Regions from separate parts of the Sorghum bicolor genome. Here region 2 is linked to region 1. The links are chromatin contacts, called in public HiCAR-type maps. All regions are on one chromosome and are shown on one strand. Each heading gives the region's core, a stretch centred on a gene start, on an enhancer-like site or on the middle of the called end of the contact. The rest is flanking DNA. Distances are from core to core; before and after follow the strand shown.

Region 1 (2,771 bases), core at 52-2,551:
GTGAGGCGACGGCAGCACTCTCTCTCCGTGATAATTCTGTTGGTTTTGTCTCGGTAGATGCGTGCAGACGGCTTCCACACAACCGTTGTACGTGCCCTTAATGGTGGTGGGTTCGCTAAATCTGTGGATATACATGTCTGGATCAGGCGAGAGCTAGATAGAAAGCGCGAGTTTGCTTCAGGCAGGTTATTAGTAGCTTTCGTAATGTACCTTTGAGTTGTGAGTTTTTGACTGTGGCGTAGTATGCACGACTCCAAAGTAAAAAGAGTCCGTGCCACAAACCACAGGCCATGCGTATCCAGATAACTGATCTTTTGTGGCTACTACCTAGTACACTGCTCACCGGCTATCTATACTGTCGGCAGTACATAATGACAAAAAGTAAATTTTGCCCCACCACCGTTGTACGTATCAGTTCTGATACTGGGACACAGTGGGACTCGCTACGAAGCTCAAGACAGACACAGACCTGTGATGCGAAAGCGGCAGGTCTCACAAGTCACAACGTACCGGCGGCTCAGCACAAGCAATGTCCTGCGACCCGCGTGCCGGCCGCCAGCCGTGCGTGGGTACGTGATTATTACGTGTATATCCTTAAAAAAAAAAGGTGACTACCCTATACCGGTGCGACCGCACACCGCGCGCAGCCGGTAGGAAACGAAAAGCGCCGCGGCACCGTGACAGTGTCGCTCGCGGTGGCATGGGCGCATCGTCTTGAGTCTTTGCGCTGGCGCGCGCTCTGGCTCGTCAGTTGGTTGAGCGGCCGGCGCCCCACCCGGTCAAGCGCGTCAACATAAATGCACCGGCGTCCCCCGCGCGCCCCGTCCGCTCAGAGAGCCACAGCTCACCAACCGAATCCACTGCAAACGCTCATGCACGATCGAGCAGCCTCAAAACAAACACATTGCAAACAGTCTCTGTGCCGGGGCCCCTAGTCCCGGCCGTGGTAAATAGCCGCGAGACGGCCGGGCCGGGCCCGTCTCTGGCTCTCTGCTCGCCCATGTCGTGCTCTTCTCTGTCTGTTCCGGCGACGGCATCGGCATCCCGCACAGCGTGTCTCCTCGCTGGCGCGGCTTGCCTTTGGAGGCTGAGGCCGTGACAGTTGAGACGTGCTGCAACTACCGACATTAACTCCACGTACACATGCAGTCTGCTGCTAGCTAGCTTTCCACACTGCCCACTCGCTCGCTCCACTTGATCACATCGGCTCCGCGCATATATATAAGCATGCAGCGTCCTTCGCTGCAAGCATCAATAAGCAACACGCAGCTCAATTTACTCCACTGTCCATCTCATCGTCATGGGGAGGGTGGCGAGGCGTGGGAGGGCCTTGGAGCTCGCGGCATTGGCCGTGGTGCTGGCTCTCGGAGTGGCCGTTGATGCGCGGTTCCTTGAGACCCAGAACTTGGGCGGTGGCGGCGGTTTCGGCGGAGGCGCTGGCTTTGGTGGTGGTGCTGGGCTTGGTGGAGGAGGTGGCGCCGGTGGTGGATTTGGTGGAGGGCTTGGGCATGGTGGAGGTCTTGGCGGCGGGTTTGGAGGTGGAAAAGGTGGCGGCCTAGGTGTGGGCAGTGGTCTTGGTGGTGGCGGCGGAGCAGGCGGTGGACTCGGTGGAGGGCTTGGGCATGGTGGTGGCCTTGGAGGTGGCGGAGGTCTTGGTGGAGGAGGCGGCTTAGGCGGTGGAGCGGGTGGTGGACTAGGTGGTGGTGCTGGAGGTGGTCTTGGTGGAGGAGGTGGCCTTGGCGGGGGTGCTGGCGCAGGCGGTGGCCTAGGCGGTGGTGTTGGTGGAGGCCTTGGTGGTGGCACGGGAGGAGGGTTTGGAGGTGGTGTCGGTGCAGGTGGTGGTCTAGGGGGCGGTGCTGGAGGTGGCCTCGGTGGCGGTGCAGGCGGTGGAGCTGGAGGTGGTCTTGGCGGAGGCAGTGGCCTTGGCGGCGGTGCAGGTGGTGGATTGGGAAGTGGAGTTGGAGGTGGTCTTGGTGGAGGCAGCGGCCTTGGTGGTGGTGGTGGCCTTGGAGGTGGTAGTGGTTCTGGAATAGGTGGTGGTTTCGGGGGAGGCAAAGGTTTCAGCGGAGGTCTTGGTGGAGGTAGTGGTGGCGGGTTTGGCGCTGGTGGTGGAGCAGGAGGTGGTGCCGGGGGAGGGTTCGGTGGTGGTGGTGGCTTGGGTGGCGGAGGTGGTGTAGGAGGAGGGTTTGGTGGTGGTGCCGGAGGTGGCGCTGGCTTGGGCAGTGGCGGCGGCGGCGGTTTCGGTGGCGGCGGTGGCTTTGGCGGTGGACATTGGTGAATTATATTGTATATGCATTGAAGCATGGAGTTATTTTGTGATGCAGATAAATACTAGTACATATGACCAACCAAATCTTATGTTGTAATTTTAATTGAACTTCACCGTCTTCATTGTTGTATGCTTACAATTACTTATTCATCATCTTCGTTAAGGAATAAAGATATTGAGATGTTATGTTTGCAATGATAAGTACTTCTGTTCGTGACTACTACCATTTGAGACTAACCAATGTCTTTGTACAAACTATTTATTTTTATTGTTAGTCCGAAGTGATATTATAGAGTGACGTGCCAATAGGATTGGGCAATCGGTTGGAACCGACATTTCGGTTCAGTTTCATCTATTTTTTTTTAAAAAAAACTTCCATTTGCACAAAAATTGAAACCGATCGGTTGCAGAAAGAAAGAAAACCAACGATTTCAGCTTTGGATTAATCAGTTTGGTGGTTGGTGAAATTTCTCCTTCCCTAGCTAATGGCGCATGCTTCTTC
Region 2 (2,700 bases), core at 11-2,510, 36 kb before region 1:
TAGAAGGTTAAAATCCATTTTGAGAATGAAATAGTTCTCGCAAGGCACAATCAATCAAATCAAACCAGCAACATGCCTTGGGTGGAAGGTATACTCAATCCAGTTAAAACACCGTCAGGCCTCAAAGAAGACCAACACAACAAGAAAAGCTGTTATGATACTAGTACTATTTAACAGAACAATCGAGAAAAATGTATAAATCTATAGGCCTCCAATCAACTGACAATGCCAAAGTTAAAGGACAAACAGATCGTGACGGATTGGTGCATCAAAAAAACGATATAGGAGTAGCTGATTGGTTGCCCAACGTCTCTGAACTAAAAGAGTGGCCATAAAGAGCACTACAACCCCCACTATCGCTCTATCCGCACTGGTACAGATGTAGTGACACAGAAAGAAGGCGAAAGTACCCTTTAGTGTAAGCGTAATCCCCATAAACCTGAAGCAAGAAGAAGACGTTGACACCATCATGCACAGCCTGCACAGCCAACTTCCGAAGTCAATAAAGCACCACTTCGGAGACATCAAGGTTTCAAAGTATTAGTAGAAAACTGAACTCGATCATCTAGCTAGCTATTCCAGATAAATCTAATATTTTGCAATCGCAAGTCCATGATTCGGCTTATCGAGCCCCATTTCGGCAACAGTCAGTTCTGAATCTAATTGAGATCAGCCTAACTTCTCGTGATCCACATGTTTCGCTATGGGGGAGGAGAGTAAGAGAAAGAGAAGACGACGAAGAAGAGAGCCTGGAAGCGACGAACCTTTACAGCGACCTTGCCGCCGGAGTAGGCCTTATCTTCGTCTGGATCGAGCGCCGGCAGCAGCGCGAACTCTGAGGCCTCCACGCTGTCCCAGTCGTCGCTGTGCCCGTCCACGGTCACCTCCCCGGGGCGGAACTCCGCGAGCACGTGCCCGCTGCCTCCAGCGCAGGTGGGCGCCTCGCCATGGTGCTCGTGCGCGCTGGTGGCTACCGCGAGGGCAGCCGCTGCGAACAGGATGACGAGTAACCTCCTCATGCAGGGACGAGCAGATCGAGGCTTCGTGGTCGACCGGAGGCCGGAGCCACGCTGCAGGAGGCTCCTTCCGTGGTCGGGGCAGCAAGAGCCTCGATAGGCCGAGATTGGTCAAGTCAGCCTAGCCCACGCAGCGGCGGCGGCGAAGAGAACAAGGAGGCGTCCGTCGCCGGCCTGGTTGGGGCTGAATTTTCGCTTCAGCCCGTGAACAGCAGGAGTTGACGGGAGTACCCCTGTGGCTCCACCTAGCATTAACCTTTTGACAGCCACGTGGAATGGGCGGACCCTGGTCCGTGCATCCATGGTGAATTGTTGACATGTGTAGAGAAGGTACTCCTAGAGTCCTAGTACACAAACTACTATAATTTTAACATTAATTGTATTGTTATCTAAACATTTTTCTGACATGGTAAGATAGGCCTTTCGTTTTTATTTGACAAACATTATCCAATCATAGAGTAACTAGGTTTAAAAGATTCATCTCGTGATTTACAGATAAACTGTGCAATTAGTTTTTGTTTTCATCTATATTTAATACTCCATGCATGCGGCGCAAAGTTCGATTTGACGGGGAATCTTGAAAAGATTTTGGATTTCAGGGTGAACTAAACAAGGCCATAGTAGTTATTAAGAAAAGAGAGTAAAAATTATAGAAACCGGGTCTAAGTTAGAAACCATATCTACACGAAAACCAAAACATGAAGGAATGTGATTGATAGAGATTGGAGAGAGAATGTATGTGATTGGATAAAAAATATCCATTAGGATTATGGTTTCTATATATAGTGTCTAAAGAAATTAATAGGTATAAAAATTACATATAGTTTCTAGCATTGGGACTGCTCTAACCAAATCTCATGCCCAGCAAAATATGCATATAAAAACCATGGTCACAATGGATAGTTTCTACACAATAATTTTTTATCCAATCACATTCATCATCTCTCTCTCCATTCCTAACCAATCACATCCTTCATGTCTTAGTTCTCGTGTAGACATGGTTTCTAACTTAAATTCAATTCTATGAATTTTGCTTTCTCTCTTCGATAATTATACTTAGGTAGCAATACAATTAATATCCATAGAAATTATGATAATTTCAGTATTTGGAGTATCATTAGGCCAGTGCATGTTATCTTTGTCTTTCTAAATTTAATCTCTACGCATGTTGTCTAGTCTTCGTGTGATGTTGTGTTATATATGTCACATGTGGATCATCTACTATAGAGGTACACAGGTATTAGGTATTGAATTGTTCTTGAATCAATTTAATTTTACCAAAAACTCATGTTCTAAGACATCCACGGCGCTAATAGTTAGACAAGTCTCAAGTGCTCAGAGTGACCGAACCCCAAGTGTTAAGATGAGAGAAATAACTTGTGGCTTGTTCTTGGTTGGGTTGGGCTTTCTGAAAATTCCAATATCATTGAGAACAGAGTTCAGAGTAAAAGGCTATGGCGTTTTCACAAGTCCTGTTGTGCTAAGGCTGTGGAAGTTCTGCGTTTAGACGAGAAGTCCGCGTTCAAAGGTGGAAGCTCTGCACCCTAGACGCCCATAATGTTTTGAGCTTTAACGGTGGTTCTTATGGGGACTAAATATATGTACCCATCCCACGTGCTCGGTTGGTGTTGCTGATGCACTCATCATTCTAAAGACATTCCAAAGCTCTATGAATCTCTCCCCA

The links. HiCAR-type assays count read pairs that join an accessible place to other places.
Region 2: a HiCAR-type map of leaf shows a contact between it and region 1, with 3 times the contacts expected there. The contact joins the promoter of LOC8081073 here to the promoter of LOC110432449 in region 1. A contact is called at or near these places in 1 of 4 Hi-C or Micro-C datasets (leaf) and 1 of 1 datasets of contacts at active chromatin or transcription factors (leaf).

The regions. Positions count from the first base shown.
Region 1 is chr1:68,028,120-68,030,890 of Sorghum_bicolor_NCBIv3, reverse strand. It overlaps LOC110432449 (glycine-rich cell wall structural protein-like), which reads left to right and starts at 1,301. Exons shown (of 1, transcript XM_021452894.1): 1 at 1,301-2,278. The coding sequence starts at 1,301. The coding sequence ends at 2,278.
Region 2 is chr1:68,064,031-68,066,730 of Sorghum_bicolor_NCBIv3, reverse strand. It overlaps LOC8081073 (FIP1[V]-like protein), which reads right to left and starts at 1,260. Exons shown (of 17, transcript XM_002465323.2): 1 at 765-1,260; 2 at 411-478. The coding sequence starts at 1,019.